Regions from separate parts of the Sus scrofa genome. Here all the other regions are linked to region 2. Evidence: chromatin contacts called from public HiChIP or PLAC-seq data. All regions are on one chromosome and are shown on one strand. The core of a region is the stretch at or near the end of the contact, and the rest is flanking DNA. Distances in the headings are between cores, read along the strand shown.

Region 1 (3,593 bases), core at 928-3,427, 230 kb before region 2:
AAGCCAGATTTCATACTCAACCGCTGTGGCTTTGACCTCAATGACGAGTGTGGAAACTTTCAAGGCAGAGGTCTGGTCAGTGCCTGGGAGCCAAGCTGAGTTACGGTGCAGAGGGAGGTGGGCAGATTAGGGTCTGACGTGTGGACTCCAGGACAGCCTTCTCCCGTTACAATAAGGGAGGGAGGAAGCACTCATCCTCCAGGATGTCATCGCTGGAGCATCTTTTGGACCTACAATAAAAAGAGGCTGACTCTAGACAGAGGCAATCACACGGTGCTGCTCTTATGTGGATCTAAAAAAATGATTCAGGAGTTCCCTTCGTGGCTCAGCGGTTAATGAACACGACTAGGATCCATGAGGATTCGGGTTTGATCCCTGGCCTCACTCAGTGGGTTAAGATCCGGTGTTCCCATGAGCTGCAGTGTAGGTTGCAGACATGGCTGGGATCCCACGTTGCCGTGTCTGTGGTGTAGGCTGGAAGATACAGCTCTGATCAGACCCCTAGCCTGGGAACCTCCATGTGCTGCAGGTGCAGCCCTAGAAAGTTAAAAAAAAAAAAAAGATTCAAATGAACTTATTTACCAAACAGAAATAGACTCAGAGACATAGAAAACAAACTTACGGTTACCAAAGGGGAAGGGGGAGGGATAAATTAGGAGTTTGGATGAACAGATACACACCACTAGGTCTAAGGTAGATAACCAAAAAAGGACCTACTGTACAGCACAGGGAACTATAGTCAATATCTTGTAAGAAGCTATATTGGAAAAGAATCTACAAAAGAATACATGTATATACATAACATGAGGATGTATAACTGAATCACTTTACTGCATACCTGAAACTAATACAACACTGCAAATCAACTGTACTTCATTCACAAATAAATAGATAAATAAATAGAAAACTGGTCATAGGAAATAAAAGATCCCGACCCTAACTAGGGAAACTGAGGGTGAGCTAGTAGACCAGGACAGTGGCCATTTCAGGTCACAGCAAATTCGCCCCGGACATGAGATTCAATTTCCCTGCCTCTGAGGTTTCCAAGCTGTTTCTTAGCACCCTGATCCCCTCACGTTAAGCCTCAAAACCCAGGGAAATAAAAATAACCAAAAAGAAAACAAACAAACCAAAAAATGAAGCGGACAAGAAATCAAATGAAACCGTAGCGGAAGGTTTTCCGTAAGACCCAGAGAGATGCTGTGGCCAGGGTGAAGCTGAAACCCCTTGACTCATCAGAAAATGCCACCTCTTCTTGTTAAGCCAGCTGCTCAGGAACCCGTGTCCATCCACAGTTTAGAATTCTCAGCTTGCCTAAATTAAACCTCTGCATCAAGCCTGACCGCCCAGGGGCTGGGCCCAACCACCCTGACCTTCCCCCGTTGGACAGCAAAGTTAAGTCGGGAGGCCCGTCGAGGAAAAGGGCTCGGGGCGGGGGGGGGGAGGGGGAGGAGGGTGTGTGTGTGTCCAGAGCCAGGTGGTCTCAGGAGGAAGGACGGAAAACGCCATCACCTTCCAGGTGACAAAGTGCAAAGTGCCCAGGGAAGGGCGGCAGGGAGCTGGGAACAGACAAATGAACCGCCCTCCTGTACACTTTGTGAAACGCTGACAGCCCAGCCTGCTGTTTTACCCTGTCAACTTCACTGCCTTTTTATTTTATTACAATAGGCTCCCGAAGAAAACACAGACAAACACAACAGTCTCAGTGAGGACCGAGTCAGACATTATCTGGCAGAACATTATAACAAAGGCAGGGATTATTTATATGCCAAAGCAAACTTCAAAAAGGGTTCTGTTCACAGTCGTGGGCACCCTCAGGAGGGTGTGATTGACAGCTGGTTTTCACTTTTCATCAAGACAGAATGGAAGTTGCCAAAACGAGGAGGCTGATGCCAGAAAGCACCAAAGCATGGATCTGGAGCAGGAAGGATCTAGAAGCAGTTTCTCAGCTTCGGCTACGCTGACATCTGTTGCATGGGGCCAGTCTGTTGTGTGGGATGTTTAGTGATATTCCCTGGCTTCTACCCACCAGATGCCAGGAGTACCCTCCTCCGAGCTGTGACAGCCAAAAACGTCCCCAGACGTTTGCCAGATGTGTCCCGGAAGGCCAAATCCTCCTGGTGGAGGAGCAGCAGCTCTGTGATTTAATAGCAGTCTGACCTTTTCTCTCTGAGTCTCACTTTCCTTATTCATAAGAGCCTCACGGCTGCCCTGCTAGCTGTGAACTTTCCAGAAGGTCAAACGGGATCATGATTCAAAATCACTTTGAAAGCTCTGAAGTTCTACAGCCACAGAGGCCCTGGGAGTCCTATCACCTGCTACCTGAAAAGTTTCTAACATCTGGAGTTTTTTCATTTTTATCCTGGAAGCAAATGAATTCCTGGAAGGGAGGTCAGAGTTATTATGTACAGCAGTAGCTGCCCTGATACCCAAGCCCAGTGTCCCACAGGGACCCAGTGGGAACCAGATGTCGCTCTGCATGTGCATGAGTCTGAACTGCAGGAGAGGAACCCAAAATCATTAATCTGGGAGTTTATTCAGCTTAATGACCCCTCCTCTCTGAGACAACCTTTGCTTCCTAATGTCTCACAAACCTTTGCAATAGAAACAATTCCTTTAGGAAGAGGGAGAGGGAAGACCCTACCTCAAAATGCAAATATTTAGCTCTGAGGGAGGGGAGGGTTTTTTCCAGCTTTATTGAGATACAATTGCTATTTAACATCATGTAAGTCTAAGGTGTATGACATGATGATTTGATGCTGTGAAATGACTGCCAAAATAACGTTAACAGACCCATCACCTCACACAGCTACCTTTTTTTATGTGCAACTTTCAAGCACACAATACAGCATTAACTGTAGCCACTCTGCTCTAGTTAGATCCCCGGAGCTCACTCATCTTATAACTAGACGTCTGTACACCTGGACCAGCACCCCTTCATTTCCCCACCCTGAGCCCCTGGCAACCACCCATCCCCTTTGTTTCTCTCAGTTTTCCTTGTTTACATTTCACATATGGGTGAAATCCTACAGTATTGGTCTTTCTCAGATTTATTTCACTTAGCATCGTGCCCTCATTCCATCCATGTTGCAACAAATGGGAGGATGTCCTTTTTACGGCTGAGTAATACTCCACCGTGTGTCTGCGTGTGCGCACACATGTGCATGCACACACGTGCAAGCCACATACCCATTCACTCATCAGCATTTAGGTTGTTTCCACGTCTTGGAAATTGTGAATAATGCTGCAACAAATGCTGGGATTTATAAATGCATTTATCTCATGCCAGAGATAAACCCCACTTAATCTTGGTGGATAATCCTTTTAATATTCTGTCAAATTCAGTTTGCCAGTATTTTGTTGAAAATTTTGGCATCTATATTTGTCGGGGACGTTGTTTTTTCCTGTTCTTCCATGTCCTTACCCAGCTTTGTTTTCAGAGTAATGCTAGCTTCATAAAATGAGTTTAAGAGTGTTCCCTCTGCTCCAATTTTTGGATGAGTTTGAGAAGGACTGGCATTCATTCTTGTCTAAATGTTTAGGAGAATTCACCAGCAAAACCACTGGGCTCCGGGCTTTTCTTTGCTGGGAGG
Region 2 (3,163 bases), core at 469-2,968:
CTTGTTTTTCAAAAGTGTGGGGAAGGAAGAAGAGGAAGGGAGGAAGGAAGGAAAAAAAAAAAAAAGAAAGAAAAAAAAAAAAAGCACACAATGCTGATACTGGGTCTAGCCGGAGCCAAGTTCTCGAGGACAAGCAACCTGTAAACGGCTAAGGATTTCCTCCGCATCTAAGATGTGTGCCTACCGCACAGGGAGTTTGCTTTCACCCTTCAGATTTAGCTTGTCTGGTTGTGAGGAGCCACCAAACCAAAGAACTCACAAAGATGGGCTCTTTTTCTTGAAGCCAAAAAGGTCCCCAGGGGGCCAGATTTCTTACAACCCAACCACTCGGCGGGGTAAGGCTTGCAGAGACACTCAGAACGTCGAGTTTGTGCTAGAAGGGGGCGGAGGACTCCGTCAAAAAATAAAATATAAAATAAAAAATGGAACCATCATTTTAGAATGTGGAGAGGAACATTTGGGGGAGCAAGAAAGGGCCCACTGGGCAAGCAGGCAGCGGTCAGAGCTCAGGGGACCGTGGGGAGGGGGGGCAGGGGCCTTGGTGCTGGCCCCCAACTTGCAGCCTCCCCCTTTGCTCGTCCTACCCTGCACTCCTGGGACCCACAGGGGACAGCACGGGCAGTGGGGTGGATGCCCCCTCCCGCCCTGGACTCCTGGGCCTGCCTCCCCAGCCCTCCTCGGCCAGGTCCCAGCCAGCCTGGCCCCTCAGCTGCGCTGGCCGCTGGCCCTGGCCTCTCTCCAGCTCTGCCTGGTGCAGCTTCAATGACTTGCAACCTGATCAGATCGCTTCCCTTCCAGAAGCTAAGTTCCTAGAGGACAGGCAGCCGTCTTGGGTTCCTGGGTTCAGAGCCCAGTTTACTAACGGCGCTTTTTTCGCTCTCCCTTCTCTCTCTGTCAAACTTTTTATTTCACTCCTGTGTTCCCCTCTCTCTCCCCTTCCTTTGGCACCTCTCTCTCTCCAGGAAAGAACAGGCTGGCGAGAGCTGCTTTTTAACCTCAGGGGGGTTCGCAAACGTGCAGGGGAGGAAAGACAAAGGCAGCGGGTCCCTTTGCCCCCTGCGCAACCCGGGCAGAAGGGCTGAGCAAGGACACCGGCCCCGAAAGGACACAATGCGCAACGTGGGAAAAGCGCTAAGGAAGTCAGTGCGGCAGGGGGGGCTCGAGATGGAGTGGTGCCCGCGGGTCGCATCCTCTTTAGAGACATCCATACATCTGGGCAGAGGACAGGGGGAGATAAGGAGATAGAAAACCCGGACAGGATAAGGGCGGGGTGGGGGATTTCCTGGAATATTAGAATGTCATTTTAACAATAAGTACAACTTCTGGAAGAAAAAGGGAAAGGGGCCGGGGAGAGTATGGGGTGCGGGTTCCCAGCGCCGAGGGAAGGGGAAGGGGCTGGCCTGGCACCGGGGGGCCTTGGGGCGGGGAGACTGAGCTGAGCGGGCATGGCCCCCAGAAGGAAAAAGGCGTGTGTGTCGTGGAGGGGGGAGAACCGGGCAAAGACACCCACCAAATGCACAGGCCCCCAAGCCCAGAATGGCAGGCTGGGTGTGAAAGCCAAGCTCCCTGGCACCCAGCACAGTTTGAGACCCCAACCCCGAGATCCGCCCCCCTCCCCGCAAAAACCTGCGGCTTTTTTCCCTTGCGCTTCCTAACATTTCATCTAGAAAATTCCAAGTGATCCCACTTCCTGCGAGCTTCCCAGGCATTCCACGCTCTCTGCTGACCTCTGGTGGGGGAGGCGCTCTACGGCCCAGAAAAGGGGCCGGACACGGGGGAGCCCACCTGCCCTGCCTTCCCCGCGCCCCCCACCCAGAGTCCTGGCGCCCCTGCATCCTGGCCAAGGGGTGGGCTGCACGTGGGGGGGGGTGACGAGCACGAAGGTAAGGAAAGCTTTCTAGACGCCCCAGAAGATGCGGCGTGTAGGCGAAGAATGTGGGAATAAAGTTTGTTAACTTAAAGAAGAGGATTTTCATGGCAGAAGGGGGAAAACTTTTGCCCGACGTTGATGTATTTTATCAGGTCCTTTGATTTTTCAACTATGAAAGAAAGAGAGCAGGGGACGCGTCTAAGGATGGGCACGGCGGGCAGGTTTCACTGGGAACGGATACGTTCCCATGACGGAAGGGACTCGGGAGGCCCTGGCAGGAGTTCTCGAGGCCCTTCTCGAACAGATGAGCTCATGATTTTACAGCTGCTGCGGGGCGGGGGAGTGGCAAGGATGCCTGTTCTCTTTGGAACCGAGGAACCTGGCCCCAGCCGCCATCAGAGGCAACCTCCCCTCCCCTGGAGACTTGGCCTCAACAAGGCAGAAGTGACCTTCCCCCAAGTCCAGGGTCAGGCCTGGGATGGAGGACAGGGGTCCCAACTTAGCTGGGAAGACTCTTCCTAGTAAGCATGCTCCTTAGCACACAGGGGTTTTGCAGCCCTGAGAGGTTGGGGGGGGGGCGGTAGAGGGGGGAAAATGAGAACTAGCCCTGCCATCTCCGAGACCCTCAAACCCCAACGACGTGCTCATGGATGAAAAAGCGATAAGGAGTCCCCCTCAGCCAGTATGTTCTGAGACAGCATCGCACATCCACCCCAAATCCTATTCCCTCATTTCCCTGCATCCTCCCATACTGTCTCAAATGCCACCTCCTCCAGGAAGGCTCCCTGGGTTTCCCTGATGGAAAAAGGGACCTCTGCCCACATCTGGAGTTCTTTTCTAGCTCTCGATTGGGGTGAGAAAAAAGTCCCACACTCCTCTGCTTCCTGCAAAGATTCTTCTGTGATGGGTACCCAGAAATTATTAATTATGAATCCAGGGGCAAGAGCGAGGCCTGGAGTTTCCTGTGCAATCTGCCATTTTGGAAGGCAACTTGAAAGGGCAGAGTGTGTGTCTGCGGGGCTGGCGGGCGTCAGGGAGGGGGTGTTTGGCATACCTGTTCTAGTCAAACTTTTTAGGAGAGACTCGAAGAAGTTTTACAGTGAGAAGGACACACCCCTCACTTTTCAGATGGGGAAAGCAGGGACCCAGAAGATAAAGGATTTGCCCAAGGCCCCAGAACTGGTTCCCGGAAGGCCCAGGGCACGCAGGCGGGCTGGGGAGGCAGAGGTCACTCTGATAGTGTGTTTTCTGCCCTGGCTAGGGTCTCACAGAGCCACTAGTTCCAAGTGACAG
Region 3 (3,524 bases), core at 828-3,327, 190 kb before region 2:
GAGAATGTGGCTTCCCTCTGAAAAGTCCCAGGATTTCGTGTGAAGAAACAACTACCTTTATCACTTCCCTGGATCGTGATCCATTGTCTTGGTGGCAACTGGAGAATGAGAGTCATAGTGTCCAGTTCTGTAGTCAGGATCTTTGCCTTTCTTGGTATCCGTGTAATTTTCTTTAAACCTCTAATGCAGCCTGAAGGTTTTCGTTTTATACTCTTTTCATTTTGTAATCCCAGCTCAGGTTTCCATGGTGTATTTCTGCCTCTCTATAGATGTCCCTAGAGCTCGCTGCGCCATTTGTCGCTGGCCCCTATTGAGATAAATTATTAGAACCCTGCCCAGCAGCTCAAACGGATACTTGTAACAACTCATTGATGGTACTAAGTGCAAGAGGAGGGAGGGAAAGGTAAAATAAAACACCTTTACTTTCTGTCTTCTTTACTAGTATAATATTTAATTTTGCATTGATGTTTTATCATATGGATAAAATTACACAAAGCAGGAAAAATCCAGTGTGCCTCATTAAAACCACCGTTTCCCTCATTTCACAATTTATGGCAACAGCCTGATGGTCTATAAAGAGTAAACACAGAAACTGAAATTAGCATGTTTGTATTCCTTCCTAAATTGCTTCAGATGATTTAAGAATATTTAAGAAGGAGTTCCCGTTGTGGCGCAGTGGTTAACGAATCCGACTAGAAACCATGAGGTTGCGGGTTCGGTCCCTGCCCTTGCTCAGTGGGTTAAGGACCCGGCGTTGCCCTGGGCTGTGGTGTAGGTTGCAGACGCGGCTCGGATCCCGTGTTGCTGTGGCTCTCGTGTAGGCCAGTGGCTACAGCTCCAATTCGACCCCTAGCCTGGGAACCTCCATATGCTGTAGGAGCGGCCCAAGAAAAGGCAAAAAGACAAAAAAAAAAAAAAATTTAAGAAAAAGAAATATACTTTCTAGTCTCCTGTACTGTTCATTATTTTAAAAATTAGAACTAATTTTATAAAAAGACTGAAATTTTAAACTATACTTTAAACAACTACAGTGTTTAATTATCGGCCTTGGTCGGTTCTTATAAATAGAGCATTTTTTATTCGGTAGGTAAATCCTATTTTTGCACTTATTACCACAGGCTTGTGAATCACTAAAGGAAAACAAAAAAAATCTAATTCCCACAGGTGATTGTTTTTATTATTAATGTCACAGAATTGATTTTTAAATTTAGAACTATTGCTGTCGTCTGACTAGCCGTTTGGTATTTATTAAATGCCAGCTGTGTGTCAGGAATACTATTTTTGTGATGATATGCTTGTATAGCATTGTTCACTAAGGGATTGAACCACCCTGTCTTACCGAATTCACAAAGACTTTGCAGGCAGAGGGGCAATTTGGAATAGTTACTAATATATTTCTATTTTCCATTGAAAGAAGAAGATCAATACATTAATTACACTTGGCCCTGCCGAAGTCTGGTTGAATGTGGCATGCTAAGCATATACCAGTAAACAACCTGGGCTATTCAAGTCGGGGCAGGTTATGCAACCCTGAAACATACCTGGGGCCTTTCTGCCTTGGGGTTGTCTTGGGCAATGCAGGCTCTGTCACCCACGCCCATTGACACCCCGACCCTGAACTCTCTAGGGACCCACTGGAGACGTGTTATTGGTCCTAAAGGAGAAGCCAGTGGTCTCCCCTGCGCAGGTGACTGCAAGGGGAGAGGGCCAGCTCGTCAATGTTCCCGCATCCTGCGTTACTGCTGAGAACTTTCTGAGTGACTCCGACTCTGATCGAAGTTTCTGAACACTTAAAGCACGTGGGAGTCTCTTTTGATGTGTAACTTTTGCTTGTCCTGAGGTCGAGCGTAAATTACTTTTACGAAGCAGTAGAACCTTCCATCCCGCTTCGTTTCCTCCGCATGGAATCATTTTGATTCACAGGGCACTTTCCCTATTTTTAAAGCCCGGCTTCGGGCCTGACGTCACGGTGCCTGACCTGCGAGCATCTCCCGCGGCGCCAGAGCCTCTTCATTTGCACCCTCCTCCGCACTCTCCCCCTCACTCCCGGTGACTCACTCTGCCGTCACCTTCGTTCCGCGCCCACACGGACGCGGGGCCCTGCTCCGGCCGGCACAGAGCCCCGGGCCGGCTCCGCCTCCAGAGGGGTCAGGAGCTACCGGGGCACTTCGAGAAGGCGGCCCGGGGAGGGGCGGGCAGCAGAGCGCGGCCGGCGGCCCCGCAGATGCCTCGCCCCCCGCCCCCGGGGAAGAGCCTGCGATGCGGCGGGAGGCGTCCGTGTGCGGGGAGGGGGATGCGGCCACGAGCCCGCGTGTGGAAGGGCCGCAGGGGAAGGACGCGGGCGGAGAAAGGGAGCGGCCCGGGCTCCCGTCCCCGTCCCGAACTGGGGGGAGCGTTTGAAAGGCATACTTCCAGTCGGATTTTTCTCTGTGGCTCTGTTTATCCTGCTGGAAAGGAACACCGAGGTTATGCATCCTATTTTGGTGGTGTCGGATTTGTACTTATGCATATTATATGCAATCATTCTAAAGTGATTTTCCTCCATTTGGGCCTTTTAGTGCAAAAGGAAAGTCTGCTCCCATTGTTTGCCTCGGAAAATCTGTCAGCTTCTGAACGTCATCGAAAAACGGGCTTTGACTCTCCGCTGATTTTCACATTCTAACATTTTATCTTCTCATTAGTGACACAGCGATATCTTTGTGCAAAATAATACCGTCCCTTAGTTTTCTGTCCACCCCCACAGTATACACAAAAACTGTTTTCCCCTTTTAAAATCGGCCGCTTTTAATGTTCTGTAAACGACCTGGTTGGAGGTTAAGCAAGTGTATACGTATGTAAAAAAATATGTACATAAAAATACTTAAGGGTTCCCGGTGTGGCTCAGCGGATTAAGAACCCAACAGAGTGTCCATGAGGCTATGGGTTTGATCCCTGGCCTTGCTCAGGGGGTTAAAGATCTGGCATTGCCATAGGCCGTGGTAGGATGCAGGTGCTTCTTGGATCCTCTGTGGCCTAAGCCAGCAGTTGCAGCTCCAGTCTTACTCCCAGCCGGGCAATTTCCATATGCCTTAGGTGCAGCCATAAAAAGAACAAACAAACAAACAAAAAACGCTTAAATGCACTCTACTCTGTTGTCATACTTCAAAAACAAATAAAATCACCTATTTTTCTCTCTTCACGGCAGCCATTTTCTTTCTTGTTATTGTGCTGCTAAGATACTATTTTCATCTAATTAATGGAATTTAAAAAATTCACCGCAAATCTCCCTACTGTGATAACACTGTCTGTCTTTCAGTATCTGCTCTCGCTTTGGCCCTGTAGCTGTGACTGGGAAATGGCTGCCATTTTGTATTCTGCTTTTGTTCCCCTGTGATATTGTACCAGCTACTTTCCGGTCTTTCGTGATCCTCATAATTTTCCATTTTAATGGCTTCAAAGTCTTCTGCTAAGTGATTACGGCACCGCTTGCTTATCCACTCCTCTTGTATTGGACATTGAGGTGACTTCAGCTTATTCATTAAAAT

Evidence for each region. HiChIP or PLAC-seq counts read pairs in DNA pulled down with a chosen protein or histone mark.
Region 1: a contact with region 2 is called in an H3K27ac HiChIP or PLAC-seq map of skeletal muscle. The contact joins two enhancer-like sites. A contact is called at or near these places in 8 of 47 Hi-C or Micro-C datasets (brain, embryonic fibroblasts, epiblast stem cells and 5 more) and 2 of 2 datasets of contacts at active chromatin or transcription factors (alveolar macrophages and skeletal muscle).
Region 3: a contact with region 2 is called in an H3K27ac HiChIP or PLAC-seq map of skeletal muscle, with 5 times the contacts expected there. The contact joins two enhancer-like sites. A contact is called at or near these places in 1 of 47 Hi-C or Micro-C datasets (embryonic fibroblasts) and 1 of 2 datasets of contacts at active chromatin or transcription factors (skeletal muscle).

What each region holds. Positions count from the first base shown.
Region 1 is chr17:59,237,540-59,241,132 of Sscrofa11.1, reverse strand. The region is part of intron 1 of LOC102161214 (a long non-coding RNA gene); the gene reads right to left. Among named protein-coding and RNA genes, the nearest start is that of PRELID3B, 54 kb to the right of the region's middle. Within about 2 kb of position 2,177, at least 3 of the 83 cell types and tissues checked have an H3K27ac peak or open chromatin away from gene starts, as enhancers often do. A contact at or near this core is called in skeletal muscle, where this site is marked.
Region 2 is chr17:59,011,741-59,014,903 of Sscrofa11.1, reverse strand. The region is part of intron 1 of GNAS (GNAS complex locus); the gene reads right to left. Among named protein-coding and RNA genes, the nearest start is that of GNAS, 28 kb to the right of the region's middle. Within about 2 kb of position 1,718, at least 19 of the 83 cell types and tissues checked have an H3K27ac peak or open chromatin away from gene starts, as enhancers often do. A contact at or near this core is called in skeletal muscle, where this site is marked.
Region 3 is chr17:59,203,429-59,206,952 of Sscrofa11.1, reverse strand. No RefSeq gene overlaps it. Among named protein-coding and RNA genes, the nearest start is that of PRELID3B, 20 kb to the right of the region's middle. Within about 2 kb of position 2,077, at least 44 of the 83 cell types and tissues checked have an H3K27ac peak or open chromatin away from gene starts, as enhancers often do. A contact at or near this core is called in skeletal muscle, where this site is marked.